3 separate regions of the Mus musculus genome follow, and all the other regions are linked to region 2. The links are chromatin contacts, called in public Hi-C maps. All regions are on one chromosome and are shown on one strand. The core of a region is the stretch at or near the end of the contact, and the rest is flanking DNA. Distances in the headings are between cores, read along the strand shown. Region 1 has its middle 150 kb from the start of Gm40255. Region 2 holds the start of Csmd2 (CUB and Sushi multiple domains 2). Region 3 overlaps Csmd2 (CUB and Sushi multiple domains 2).

Evidence for each region. Hi-C and Micro-C count contacts between places; a contact is called where the count stands out from the background.
Region 1: a contact with region 2 is called in a Hi-C map of cerebral cortex, with 7 times the contacts expected there. The contact joins the enhancer-like site here to the promoter of Csmd2 in region 2. A contact is called at or near these places in 2 of 39 promoter capture datasets (hippocampal neurons and pre-B cells), 1 of 484 Hi-C or Micro-C datasets (cerebral cortex), 4 of 115 datasets of contacts at active chromatin or transcription factors (embryonic basal ganglia, embryonic forebrain, forebrain and 1 more) and 1 of 9 other capture datasets (adipose tissue).
Region 3: a Hi-C map of cerebellum shows a contact between it and region 2, with 2.1 times the contacts expected there. The contact joins the enhancer-like site here to the promoter of Csmd2 in region 2. A contact is called at or near these places in 3 of 39 promoter capture datasets (the 3T3-L1 cell line, the C10 cell line and hippocampal neurons), 2 of 484 Hi-C or Micro-C datasets (both in cerebellum), 3 of 115 datasets of contacts at active chromatin or transcription factors (embryonic forebrain, embryonic hindbrain and forebrain) and 1 of 9 other capture datasets (pancreatic islet).

The regions. Positions count from the first base shown.
Region 1 is chr4:127,762,252-127,766,971 of GRCm38.p6, reverse strand. No RefSeq gene overlaps it. Among named protein-coding and RNA genes, the nearest start is that of Gm40255, 150 kb to the right of the region's middle. Within about 2 kb of position 3,046, at least 9 of the 459 cell types and tissues checked have an H3K27ac peak or open chromatin away from gene starts, as enhancers often do. A contact at or near this core is called in cerebral cortex and hippocampal neurons, where this site is marked.
Region 2 is chr4:127,985,885-127,990,624 of GRCm38.p6, reverse strand. Csmd2 (CUB and Sushi multiple domains 2) reads right to left here and starts at 2,581. Exons shown (of 71, transcript NM_001281955.1): 1 at 2,354-2,581. The coding sequence starts at 2,555. It also overlaps a transcript of CK137956 not described here.
Region 3 is chr4:128,215,446-128,220,004 of GRCm38.p6, reverse strand. The region is part of intron 5 of Csmd2 (CUB and Sushi multiple domains 2); the gene reads right to left. Among named protein-coding and RNA genes, the nearest start is that of Hmgb4, 43 kb to the left of the region's middle. Within about 2 kb of position 1,739, at least 12 of the 459 cell types and tissues checked have an H3K27ac peak or open chromatin away from gene starts, as enhancers often do. A contact at or near this core is called in cerebellum, where this site is marked.

The DNA of each region.
Region 1 (4,720 bases), core at 1,797-4,296, 220 kb after region 2:
GAATTAAGCATAGTCTTTGGGCTGTCAAGGTTAGAATAAACACTGGTGTGGATAAAAGGTATCTACAAGAGGAAGAAAGCATGACCAAGCTCTGCATATCATCTTTGTCCTTGCTTCTGTGCACAGATAAACAACTTGCTTTATATATTGTTAAACTCTAGCAGAGGTAATAGCACAACCATGATTTTTTTGATCATTGCAGAACAATGCAAGTCTGATGGTGACTGGAAGACTGGGGACAGAAAAATGGCATTCATATTTGCCTTGAAGCATGTGCACGTGTGAGTGCCTGTGTGTGTGTGTGTGTGTGTGTGTGTGTGTGTGTGTATCTAAGCCATTGTCTTCATCCAGAAAAGCGTGTCCAGGATTGATGAGTTCCCAGATGGAGAGTGATGTTGACTGTCAGCTGCGTGGGGACATTGACAACAGCTCATGTCAGAGTGACCTGATCTCCTTCATTGCTGGGCTCACTTGAGTATGACAGTGGAATACGCAGTAGGCACAAGGTCAGCCCCAGTAGGAAACAAGACTCTCAATCCAGTCTTGCTCAACCTTGACAGCAAATAAGATGCCACAGGACTGGCTGGTCTCTTTTCAACAGTGTGTCTTCTCCAGAGATAGGCTCCCACTCATCACAGAGGACCCCAACACAGTGGAGAGTCTAAGTTTCATGGCACACACTCCTCCATGTGTTCGCTCATTCCTGAGTCACGGGGAGCTAAATACCAAAGCTATGACAGGGAATAATACAAGTCCAGTCTAGAGCTCCAGCTCATGTCCAGCCCAGTGGCAGAGCAAAGCAAGGCCTGCACTCAAACCCACTGCCCTGCAACTTGAACTCAGAATGCTTTTTAAAAGTTTTTTTAATTTACATTCCAAATATTACCCCCTCTCTGGTCCCTCCTCAAAGAGTTCTTCTTCCCATTTCTCTTCCCGTTTGCCTCTGAGAGGGTACTCTCCCCTCCCCCATCCCCTCATTCACCCACCCCCTACCTCATACACCTACCCACCTCCACATCCTCCTTCCCTGGGGCATCAAGTCTCTACAAGGTTAGGTGCATCGTGCCCCACTAAGGCCAGACAAGGCAGTCTGCTACACATGTTCCGGGGACCACAGACCAGCCTATGTATGCTTTTGTTTGTTTGTTTGGTTGGTTGGTTGGTTTTTCGAGACAGGGTTTCTTTGTATAGCTCAGACTGTCCTGGAACTCACTCTGTAGACCAGGATGGCCTTGAACTCAGAAATCTGCCTGCCTCTGCCTCCCAGGTGCTGGGATTGAAGGCGTGTGCCACCACTGCCCAGCCTGTGTATGCTCTTTGGTTGGTGGCTCAGTCTCTGGGAGCTCCCAGGGTGTCTGAGTTAGTTGACACTGTTTTTCTTCCTATGGGGTTGCCATTCCCTCCAGTTCCTTCAATCCTTTCCCTAACACTTCCATACAGATTCTGACCTCAGTCCAACAGTTGGCTGTAAGTATCTGAATCTGTATCAGTTAGCTGCTGGTAGAACCTCTCAGAGGACAGCCATGCTATGCTCCTGTCTATAAGCACAACATTGCATCTATAATAGTGTCAGGGTTTGGTGCCCCTGCCCCATGGGATAGATCCCAAGTTGTGCCAGTCACTGGATGGCCTTTCCTTCAATCTCTACTCCATTTTTGTCCCTGAATTTCTCTTAGACAGGAACAATTCTCGATCAAAAATTCTGAAGGTACATTGCTTACCCTATCCCTCCACTTGGGGCCATATCTATATACTGGAGGTGGTCTCTTCAGGTTCCATCTTCCCACTGTTGGATATTGGGGCTAAGTTCATCCCCGTTGAATCCTGAGATCCGCTCACATGCCAGGTCTCTGGGACTTTCTAGGGGTTCCTCCTCCACCTCTCACTACCCTCAGAGTGCTTTTTAACCTTTAATGTGCCGCATGAGTTTCTGTGAGCTCTAGCCAAAATAGAGGTCCCAAACATGTGAGCCTCATTGGCCCTAGCAGGGAATTAATTGCATTCCTTGCTGCTGCATTAAGCTAGCCAACTAAAGGGAGGGGGATGATCAAGAGTACAGTCCACTACGGTAGGAAGGCCATGGTGACAGGAGCTTGAGGTCTTGTGTTCACAGTCAGAAAGCAGAGAGTGTTGTTGAATGTGAGTTCTCAGTTCACGCTCTTCTTATTCAGTCTGAGACCCTAGCCAAGGGATTGGGTGAGGTGGGGTATTTCCACTGCAATCAACACATTCTAGAAAGTTCCTCACAGATGATTCTAGAGGCTGTTAAAATGACAGTATTAACTGTCACAACTTTTCCCCCCCAGTGAACTCCGTGCTGGTGCCTAGGAATCCCTTCTGCATACATGTAGAATCTCTGAATTCTGGATAGCAATGGGAATGAGGTACAAGATCATGTAGCCAGTCAGCTCCCCTCCCACTCCCCCCACTCCCCAGTTTCCATTGCTGCACGGCCGGCCATTTTCATCAACCATAAGCCTGCTCATTATACCTGCTTCTCACTTACCGGAAACTGGCCGTGGTTCTGACATTTAAAATAGGCCTCACCACATGTGAGTACCACAAACAAGCCAGTCAGGCAAGTTTTGCTGATAGTAGGTTTCATATCAGTGCCCCCACATCTTGTTGGCAGGAGGTCTAGACACAGAGAGATCTAGTCCCTAGCTCAAGTTCACGTGGCTTGTAACCAGGCCTTTGTGACTCCCTAGTCACTCTGTATTTTAGCCATCAGTTTACAGTGTCTCAGAAATGCCGGGGACTTGTCCGGTAGGAAGAGTCACTGCTGAGCAGGACTTCTGACCACTGCCTTCCAGGTCTCTGTCCTGTCTCCTCTGGGGAGGAGCAGGAGGAAGAGAAGGAGGAGGAAGAGGAGGAGGAGGAGGAAGAGGAGAAGAAGGACAGGACAGACAGAGACTGGATGGCTCTGAAACCTTGGTGAGATTAGATCTGCCTGTTAAATTGCCTGTGATTCCAGGGTGGATTTGGGGAACTGAGGGGAGGCGGAGGTGTGGAGGCGGCTGCGTCTGCTCTTGCATAAAGAACACGCAACAAAGGAGACCAATTTCCTGGCTCTCACTGCAGAGGCTGGGAAGAGATATATACAGTCTAGACATGTGGCACCTAGCAGCATGAGACCAAAAGGAGCATTCCTAATGTGGACATCACTCCTTATGGGTGAGCCTGTTGCCTGGTCTGACGGCAGAGGCACCTTTCATGCTTGTTGCCTGGTCTGATGGCAGAGGCACCTGGAAAGGTCAGTCCCAATAGACAGTGTCCTCCACTCCATCCTGGCCCTCCCACACCCACATTCACTGAGAAAATAATATCCTGAGGCATAAGAGAACAGGAGATAACTGCACCCCCCCCCAAGAAACCATTTGAGGACTCCAGTGTGGATACATCACAGAACCTGCTCAGTTCTTTTGCTTACAATGTGAACATCCCTGAATGCTGTCATAAACCTTGAACTGACTTCCATGTGGCCTTGGGTTTCCCAAACCAGCTTTAATCCACTGGAACAATTTACAATTGTGTGGGCCTGGAGCAAGGACTCTGCTGTTAGGAACACTTCTGCCCATACAGAGGACCTGGGTTTGGTTCTCAGCACCTACATCCAGCAGCTCACAAACACCTGCTACTCCAGCTCCAGGGGGTGTGACATGCTCATCTGGCCTTCTCAGTAACCTGCACACAAAAGGAAGGAAGGAAGGAAGGAAAGAAGGGAGGGAGGGAGGGAAAAAAATAAAACGAACATTTTAAAAATAAATTAAAAATTTTTAATAAAGTCAAGGTACAACTCAGAGCTAAAGCCTAGGAAAACTCAGGCTAATGTCAGAGCCACACGATCATCTTGGCCCCAGGGCTGGGCATGGGAGAAAGGGACCCGTAGAGTTGGTCATCTGAGCCCTGGCTGCTTTACGTGATGTGGTTGGGGTCCAGCCCTACTCCAGCTCATCCATACTCCACAGGTGGGACTCCTTTGGGGAAGGAAGGTAATTTCAGGCGTGAGTTTTCCCTCTTATCTCCAGTAGCTTCAAGTTTGTGGGCTTCTTTTTTCCATTTCTGTAAAATAAGAAAAATCTTTGACCTTGGAGTAAAGAGACAGGGCCATGGTATACCGAGAGTCTCTTGGGTTTGCCTACTTGGACCAGGCTAAGCTGTGTGAACATGAGCCACAAATACCCCTTCTCTAGTGTGCTAGCCTATAAAACATGGTCATTGGCAGTTCCCAGAAATGCACAGCTTTACTGTGAATATACATCGTGCAGCGGAAACTTAGGATGCAAGGAACAGAAGCTGTGGCTGGAAGGGTCATACAGGCACAGGTCTGGGCAGGTGTGTCTGGAAGGGTCAGATGGGGCTATGTTTGGACAGGTGGAATGTAGACTGACTGGTACAGTCACATTACAGAGCAAGCTGAAGAAGGATATATCCTATGACCCCGAAATCTTCCAAAAAAAAAAAAAAAAAAAACCCCACACCAGCCCAGAGGAGCATGCACAAAAATCCACATGCCCCCTGATGTGTGGAAGAGGGAACCAGAAGCAAGCCAAGGGCTCTCAGAAGACAAAGCAACAGCGAAACAAGATGTGTGCACAGCCACATTGGGCAGAAATTCAAACACACAGGGTGATCGAAGATACAAGAGACGTGGTCATACTTACACAGACTAAAGCAACCCTCATTCCCCAAAGGCACGTGTGCTTTTAAGGGTTCACAT
Region 2 (4,740 bases), core at 1,332-3,831:
TAATTGAAGAGAGGTCTCTAGGGAGGCTGGGGTCCTACAGCGGTGGAGGAAGGAGTGTGATGGGAGGCAGGCCAGGAAGGATGGAGAGGAAGGAAACAGGCATGGACAAGGAAAACACACACACACACACACACACACACACACACACTCACACACACACACGTACATACACACAAATCCTCACAGTCCATCTCTCCAGCCCAGGGAAGTACTAAATGCCCCAAAGCACATTTCATGGTCAACAGTATGCAGAGATCACAAAAAGAATGCCTCTCCCATACCTCTCACACCACTTCCTGCCCACCTCCCTTCACTAACTCCATTTCCAAATGTCTGCTGCCTACAAGGCCGGATAGTTGGTGGAAATGCACAGGAAAGCTTCCAAAAGAAGTGAGCGCTCTGGGAGCCAGGTCTGGGCCCACCAGAGAGCAACTGCCCCTCCTTTAGACACACATACACTCCAACTTAGGTACCTACCCAAGAGACAACGACAAATGGATCTCAAAAAGGCAGCCTTCCAGCACTGCAGAATACTGTGCAGGCCCGGGTGAGTTGGCCTTTTTCTCTCCCCAGGGGCATGGCATACTCAAAGGGGCAGGGGCAAACCTAGCAAGGAAAACAAATCTAGCAATCCCAAACAAGTTCCAATTGGCCAAGGCAAAGGGGGCCTTTGCCTGGACAAACATCCAATGGGCCCCACAGCAAGTAACAACGGACCCCACAGCTCATGTGATAAGTCTTGGTGACCAGAAGCATTTGGTGTGAGCGGCCTCCCGGTGGGTGTGGGTGTGCGGAGAGGCCTAAGCTGAGAGAGGCACGCGCACCGCGGGCGCCCCTCTCTGGGTGTCAGTGGCTATGACTTCTTAGGATTACCTGAGAAAGTCCGGTCAAGTAGGGATAAACAGACAAGACTGTCTTGGGGAGCCCTCCCTGACAGGAAACCCCAACACTGAATGGTTATATGGTGAATGACAACGTCTGATGGGACATTTCACAAGATGCTGAAAGCCAGAGAGGGCATGAGAGTTTTTACCACACACTGGCCAACCACGGGAGGGGGCACACTTTCCAAGAAGCGCCAGGGCTTGGGGATGGCCCAGGACAAGGCTTGAGAGGCTCAACCTGTGGTTTTAAAACACCAAGCAAACAAGCAACAACAACAAAACCACTACTGTGGGGCGGGGTGTCCCGGCTCCAGGCCCAGGCATCAGGTGCTTCGGGTGTTCTTCCCCAGCGGGTGTCAGCATCCAGTAAAGTGAAAACGCAGCTCCAGGCATCCCCGTTTGGACCGGTCCCCCCACGGGCACACGGAACTTTCTAGGTTGTGGCTAAGCATCTGAAGGTGCCGTGGGTAAAGTAGAAGACCAGTTGAAACCAACAACCTTTAGAGCAACTGGGCTCACTAAAGGGTCCACATGCCTCTCTCCCAGGAACTGTAAGCTGCAACCACACATCCATCCTAAAGTCCCGCGACTCTCCACACCCTTCAGGTCTGTCCGGGCTGGCTTAAGGAGATCGAGTCTGCCACCCGAGCCACGGATGCCGCAGCCCAGGCGTTTGGCTGCAGCAGGGCGCGGGAAAGGGCACTTTGGCGCGGAGTAGGAGCCAGTAGAGGGGATGTGTCGGCACGGACCCTGGCAGTGACATTCCCCCTCCTCCCTCCCCACCCGGCACGACCTCCTCCTCCACCTCCAGTGGTTCAACCCCCCTTCAGATCTTCACATGAGCCCTTCAAGAAAGATTGCACGGACCCCCGACCTGGGCGCGCGCCCACCTGCATCCCGCCCCCAGCCCAAGCACCGAGGGGGCGGGCGGAGGGCGTCTGAGGAGGTGGGTGGTGACCGCAGTCTCAGGGCTGTTTGGGCGGGGGCAAAGGCTTTGGTCGGAGAAAATGGGCGGGGGCAGGGAAAGACAGACCCTCCAGACGCGGAGGGGGCGCGCCGAGACTCTCCAACCCCCAGGACGGGTGTGCCAGGCGGAATGGGGAGAGATGGGGGAGTATGGCTCTGGGAAAGTTTATCCCGGAAAAGCTTGGCATCTTGGGGGGCTGGGAGACAGGAGAAACTGAAGCCACAGTCCAGGTGGCCCGCAACCCATGGAGGGGGATGTCTGTCTCCCAGGCCCCCCATACCGGCCGGATCCGGCTAAGTTGTAGCTGGGGTTGGGGACATCCATGAGGGTAGAGGTGAGGATGTGGTCGAAGATGGAGTAGGTGATCTGGGCAGACAGAGAGGAGGATGAGCAGCAGGGTGGGTAATCGGAAGAAGGAAGCCAAGCCGAGGTGGGGGAAGGGACTGGGACCGCGTCGAGGTTGGGTGGGCTCGGGTGGGGCGGGCGGCGCGGTCAGACTCACCCGCGGCAGCCGAGGCACTGAGCAGCCCCCAGCCCAGCAGCAGCAGCAGCGGTGGCGGCGGTGGTGGCGGCGGTGGTGGTGGCGGCGGGCGGCCCCAGCGACTCCCGGTACCCGGCACAAGCGCCCAAATCCCGATTTCGCCGCGAGCCCTCACTGCCGGGCAGCCGCAACATCCTTGCTCCGGTCCCCGCGAGCGCGGCATAGCGCGGCCAGCAGCCCGAGGGAGAGGCTTCGCCCGCCGCCGAGGAGAAAGGAGGTCAGGAGAGCTCTGTAGCTTTTTTTTTTTTTTTTTTTTTTTTTTTTCTTCCTGCTCCGGGAGGGGGGGAAAAAAATCCCGGTACGCGGGAGCCCTGAGCTTCTGCGGCTGGAATGAACCAAGTGTCCGCCCGGCCGGGGAGAGGCGCGCTGCGCTCTCGGAAATGACTCGCTCCAATCCCGCTTCGCGGGGTTCGCGCCGGGGGGCGGGGGGGGGGTGAATTATCCCCGGATTAATCACTCCGGAGCCGCTTCTCCGCCGCTCCAAATGCTGGGGGTGGAGGCGCAGTTAAGGAAAAAAAAAAAACTGGATGGGGGGGTGTTCTTCAGCGCCACCTGCACCCCCTAATAAACCACAAATTACATCTAAAGGGTTGTTTATTCCTATTTGTTCTACAATTGACCAGTTTCTTTTAAGTTCAGTCCTCCGGTTTTCATGTAAAAGATCACCATCAGTACATCCCCTCCCGTGTACACACACACACACACACACACACACACACACACACGCACTCACGCACAGAAACACACACTCTTGCATACTCAGGCACACACACACACGCCTCCTCCACGTTTGGAAATGGGAATACTGTCTGGGGAGAGGTAACCAAAGAAGATTGCAGTTCCCCGGAGTCGTGGGTCTTGCGAGAAAATCTTGGGTACTGGCTTTGAACTTGTAGTCTTGGGTCTGGGGAGGACACTCTGGAGCTCAGCTAGCTGTAGCCCACCCCAGGAGATGGGTTCGTGGACACAGAAGAAGACAGGGTTAAGAATTGAAGGGTGAGTGAAACAGGAGGGGTGGGGGTGGTGAATGGTCCCTTCATTCAGTCCAGGGCAGTCCTACCCCTAGTCTAAGACAAAACCGCAGGGATGTATACTGAGATTGGGGGCGGGAGCGGGTATGGGATTGATGGAAGTGTTGTGTACGAGTCCCTTGAACAATTTACCCTCTAATTTAAGTGACTGGACTCTGCTTGTCCCCCATACCCACCCAACCAGGGCCCCAAACCAGATGAGTTTCTCCCAAGGAAGTGAACCCTTATCTTCTACAGGCTGGTAGCGGCTGCCTTCAGACCCACAAGGGCGCAGCGTAGTTCCCCCCCACACACACACACACACACACCAACCCCCCTCCGCCTCAGCAGCGGTCTCAGGCTGGTCTACCCTAGGCTGCTCTGCCAGTCACGAGGGCCCCTTCGTTGCCTACGCCAAACTCTTGCCTAGGGCGAAGAGACGCCTAGGGAGATGAGGGAGGCCGGAGAGGACCGCGAGCAACATGGCAGGGGGAGAAGGCTCCGCCTGGCGAGCGCAGCGTAAAAGCACCTGCCGATGTACATCCCACCCCACCCCCCTCTGCCAGAGTCACCCAGAGAGGCAGATCTTGCGTTTAGGCAGTCTGGCAATCAAGTGATTTGGCCAAGCTGGCGTTCTGTCATCCTGGAGGCTCAGGAGCCCGGGAACCCTGATGGCGGGCGGCGAGGCCGGGACATTTCCTGGGAAGGGTTAAGAGAGGGACTTCAGGGTTGGCAACTTGGGTTAGGGGGTTTCTGCAACCCAAGTTGACCAGCTGTCGGCGGCGAGCCTGTGAATTTCTCAGGAAAGGCGTACAATAGGGCTTCGGGGTTCTGTCTGGGATTGGAGTGGAGGGGGATATGGAGGAGGAGTGGACGCTACTTCTTATTCCCACCAAAAACTTGCTCCACAGAGCCACACTTTCTCAGAGCGCTTGGTACGAGTCTTTCTCTTTCTGCCCCAACCCCAACCCTGGCGGTTCCGGTTTCCCTGCATGAGCTCATCCCACAGCTGGGGAAGGCGCCTGGTGGCCCCCGGAGTGGGTATGGAGAATCCTGTGAATCGCGGGTCCCATTCCCCACCCCCATCACACTGGCCCATCCCGACTCAGTCTCTCTGAGTGCCAAGAACCAACTGAAGCGGCCAGAAAACCTCAGTGAAAGGCCTGCTTTATATGCCTAGGGTAGCGAGGAGGGGGCTGTTCGTTTCTCATTGTCCAGGCCCAGGCCCCCAAAGAGCTCAGCTAGCTGAGGTTGGCTGTGTCTTCCCACCAGCCCTGCAGAGTGGGGGAGGATATGGTGCTGTGGCCTTCAGGGGTGGGGAGTGGGGGTTGCTGGCTG
Region 3 (4,559 bases), core at 490-2,989, 230 kb before region 2:
GAGACAGGAGCTGTGGCAGAAGTCATGGAAGGATGCTGCTTACTGGCTTGCTTCCTATGGCTTGCTCTGCCTGCCTTCTTATAGAACCCAGGACCATTAGCCCAGGGATGGCTCCATGGACAATGGCTGGGCCCTCCCCCACTGGTCACTAATTGAGAAAATGCCTTATAGCTGGATCTCATGGAGGCATTTTCTTAACTGAGACTCCATCCTCTTGGATGAGTCTAGCTTGTGTCAAGTTTCCACCCAAAACCAGCCATTACAGCCTTTTATGCAGTCAATGATGAGCAAAGGTGGAACGATCTGGGGTAGAGGCAGTGATGGTATGTGGTTGACACAACGCCCACCAAGTGATTGGCTCTATAGTTTGATATTCAGTGGAGAGGTGGTCTAGGGAGCCAGCTTTGGCTTTCAAAACCAACAGGTGGTAACTGAAGCCTTGACGGCAGGTAAGCTCACCCCAAGTGAATGTGTTCCCAGAGCAGGGCAATCAGGCAGGATCAGAGCTTTGAATTAGGAGGAAGGCTTAGAGAAGTCCAATGAGGACCAGAAAGAGAGAAGTTGGAAAAACAGCACCAAAGTAGAGAGAGCACTTGCAAGGTCTTGGGTTCAAACCTCAGTACCACCACCAACAAAACAAAGCCAAAAAATCAGGAAGGTGGAAAAAGGAGAAAACACTCTAAATAAAATACCCAGTATAAGTGTTATAGAATGTCCTCCAAGATGGCATCTGAAATGCCCTAAGAGTGAACGGGCTCAAGGAAGGCTGAGGTTTGGAGGAGGAAGGAGATGAGGGGAATAACAGGAACCAAAGACTGGGAGCACAGTGTAGGCTACTCTTCAAGAATCTTGAGTCAACCTGGCATGCTGCTTCACACCTTTAACCCCAACACTTAGGAGGAAAAGGCAGGTGGATCCTTGTGAGCTAGGAGCCAGCCTGGCCCACACAGCAAGTTCTGGGCCAGCCAGGCCTATACAGTGAGACTCTTTCTTAAGAAGCAGAAGCTTAGGTGACAAATGGCCTGGGATACCAAAAGTCTAATTTTCTTTTTGTGTCCTTCCTTCCCTTCCCAAATGACTCAGACTGTAGAGTCCAACCATTCTAACAGACTATCAAGTACCAGTTCTCTGTGTGAATCCTGCTGCCTTGATGAGTCTGTGAACGTCATAACCCAGCCACTGGTTGGAAAGAGGCTAAGATTAAATTAAAACTATTAAAGGCAGAGAGAGAGAGAGAGAGAGAGAGAGAGAGAGAGAGAGAGAGAGAGAGAGAGAGAGAGAGAGAGAAGAGAAAGAAGATAGAGAAAGAGGTAGATCAGTCCTAGGAACCTAGAAAGTGCTTGCAGGAGCCACAGTGGGGAGAAACACTGGTGGGATATAGGCTGGACTCAGCCAGGAATGAACGGAATGCACACTTGTAGCCAAATAAAGGAATGGAGACCTTGGACATTCCGAATGGATCAACACTCTTCTGGAAGATAGAGGCTTGCCAGAATGCAGGGCCCCAGAAGGGCCCCAAACAATGTCTTCCATCTGTCTTAGCCACGCCGCCAGGCACCTGGCAGCTCCTCGGGAGAGGTTGAGGACAGCATCTTGTTGTCTGTGCCCTTCACAGCCCTGGCACAGGCCTCCTAGCAGATGAAGTACTTAGTACAAACCTGTTGCATGCCGTCAGAGCCATGGGGGGCAGGCCAGCTGCCCTACTTCCACTTCCCACGCACAGAACTGTGAGCCCCAAGCTCCTGCAGAGCCCCCGTGTCTATGGCAGACAACATAGCCTTGAGGCCCGCTCTCCCAGCTCAGACTTTTGTTTTCTTTCTGAAAGCGTGCTGTCACCTGCAGAAGGGAGGAGGAGAAGTCACACTGCTCCTCAGTAGAGAGCTTGGGAGCCAGGGCCTTGGCCCTGCGGACTCAATGCATGCCAGCGGCCTGCTAGGGCACTAATCCTTTCCTACGGCTTGGCTATGGAGCTTGTAATGCTATTTCCAACTCCGAGAGATGCATGAGATGAGATTTTAAAAGGCTAGTTATTTATGGCCTGGCTCCTGATGGATACAACAGATGCAATTTCATGGGCTCCATCAGAAGCAAACAGTTTCTTGGTGTGACCTAAAGCAGTGCTGTGTAGCAGGGATGGAGAGGTAGCAGGGGCATCACCCAGCTGGGTACCACAGCAGGTTCCTTGTCTCAGCCTCAGTTTGTCTGCTTGCTCACCAGGGTTAGGCTCAGCTCCCTGATCCTTGTACTGTCCCCACTGCTTCCTGGGTGCGTCTGCCAACTTGGGACCTTGATCTTACCTAGCCTCTGATAATTCAAGGTGGATAAAACCTCAGGAGACACATTCCAAGCCATGCATGAGGTTCAAAGGCAGCTAGGACATGGTGATGGCTCCACAGTGCTCCCCCCGCAGCAGGAAAGTTCCACCTTTCCCCTTAGTGATGGCACCCCGACCTTTCTATCATGGGGTCTTCCTCCCCCCATCTCATCACCTGTTATGAGGTCTCACAGGTGTCTGCTCTTTGCTCTGTGGTTCTCTGGGAATCATAGGTTTTCACAAGGCACAGGCCTCGCTTGTCTTTTCCATCTCTATGCTCCCAGGGTCAGGGCCAATGCCAGACAAGGCAAGGCAGAAGAACTATGTAGAGATGGATAAACGGTGATGAAGGGGGACTGGTGATCAAGACAGGGGGTGGCCCATGACAGTGAAGGTAAAGATAAACATAAGTTGTTGACTCCAGAGAAATCAGACACCATATTTGGCTGACGTGACTATGAGTTCATTGATCATCCTTACACATCTTATCCCAAAGTTCTGTTTTTCGGAGCTACGAAGTGCCCTGTCCCTGGGCAGCCTGATTTCCATCCTTGCTGTAGAGTCGGCTTCCTTACAATGCCTGTTTTATGCTAGAGTGGCCAGCAGGTACCAACCATCTCCTCTACCTTAGCCTTACCTTTTCCCCCTTGTCCCACATACACACTTTGCTCAGTATGTGGCCCCCACAGGCATTCAATCAGAGACATGGATGGCCACCAACTCCTCTCCTACCTTCATTGCCCTTTTTATGAGCCTCCAGGTTTCACTTATCTCGGGCTAGCCACAAATTTTCGGTGTATCGAAGGATGACCTTGAACTTTAGGATGCCCCCACACCTACCTCCTGCGTGCTGGAGTTATAGGTGTGCATGCGCAGTGTGTTTGACGCTAAGGATTGATCCAAGGGCTTCCCTACTTGTTAGGTGTGTACTCTACCAACTAAGCTATCACTCCAACCCTATATCTGAGATGCTTTGAAGGCTCTTCCCTTCCCACTTCAGAGTTGCAGCAGCCCAGGCTGGTCCCTCTCCTGCTCCAGTGCCTGCAAACAACTTTTCCAGCTGCCATCTGGGCCTTCAAGTTTGACTCCATTAATACTCAGGGTATTCTTGCCCCTGTGCTTAAGGCTTTCAGTAGCTTTCTGCCACTGTAGACCCCTCTCTGTGAACATGGGGCGAGGCCCTCCCTGACCCACACTCTTCTGCTGCTCATTGAGGTTTGTGTACAGTCATCACCCTGCTCCATTCCCTGTGCCCAGCTTACGATGCCCCCGACAGCAGGGAGCCTTCCTTCCTGTTCCAGGCTGGTAGCAAAATCTTACACATTCTTCGGCTCAACATAAAACCCACCCCTGGGGACACAGTGCTCAGAGTGTCAAAAGACTGACAACTTTTGTGAAGGACAGACAGTCTTAATGTTCAACTCTCTAGACCCCAGGGTTCCCATCCTTAGGTTTATCTCTACCCCAGTGTGAGCAAGAGGTCTGCGGTTATGTGATCTGACTCGGGCCAATGGTTTCAACATTTTGAGGGGTGGGTATGTGACTGTGTAGTTGTGGTCTTTGCAGGTATCAGCAAGAAAGGCCGGGGTCCCATATCAGCCCCCAAAGCATTATAGGATGTCGTCACTGTTCTTGGTCACTCTCTTGGACACTTCCCAAATGTGATGGTAAGAGACCACTGCCAAAGACACATTTGACTCAAGTTTAAGCTACTAGTGACCTGGAAGCTTCATCCTTACTGGTCAGCTTTCACGGTGCTGGAAGGTGCTATGCATGCTACTGGGGAGAAGAAAAGTAGCTACCAGTCTTACTGGGCTGTGAACCCAGCAAGCTGCTAATGGCAAGCCAGCCAAAATAAATAAATGCCCACTGACAACAGTGGTACCAATGTTATGGGAGTAACCAAACAAACACTTTCTGATTGGACATAAGGCCCACTCTACAAAAAAAGAACTTATTCTTGGCTCTACTAATGGGTCAAGAACCCAAGATGGGCTGGGTCACAGGCCTACCACTAATATTCTGCTAAATGGATGTAATAATAAACTGCATCCTAAAGACACCTTGTTATAACTACAGATCAGTACATCTCTCAGTCTTCATCAGAGAGGCTCCTTGCAGTAGATGATGTTTGACAGAGAAACCCACAATTGGTCAACATGCAGAGAATAGGAGAATGCAGAGTGGCCAGCCCAGAATGGACCATCAATACCACATCCTCTCCCCACAAGCTTGAGGATGGAAG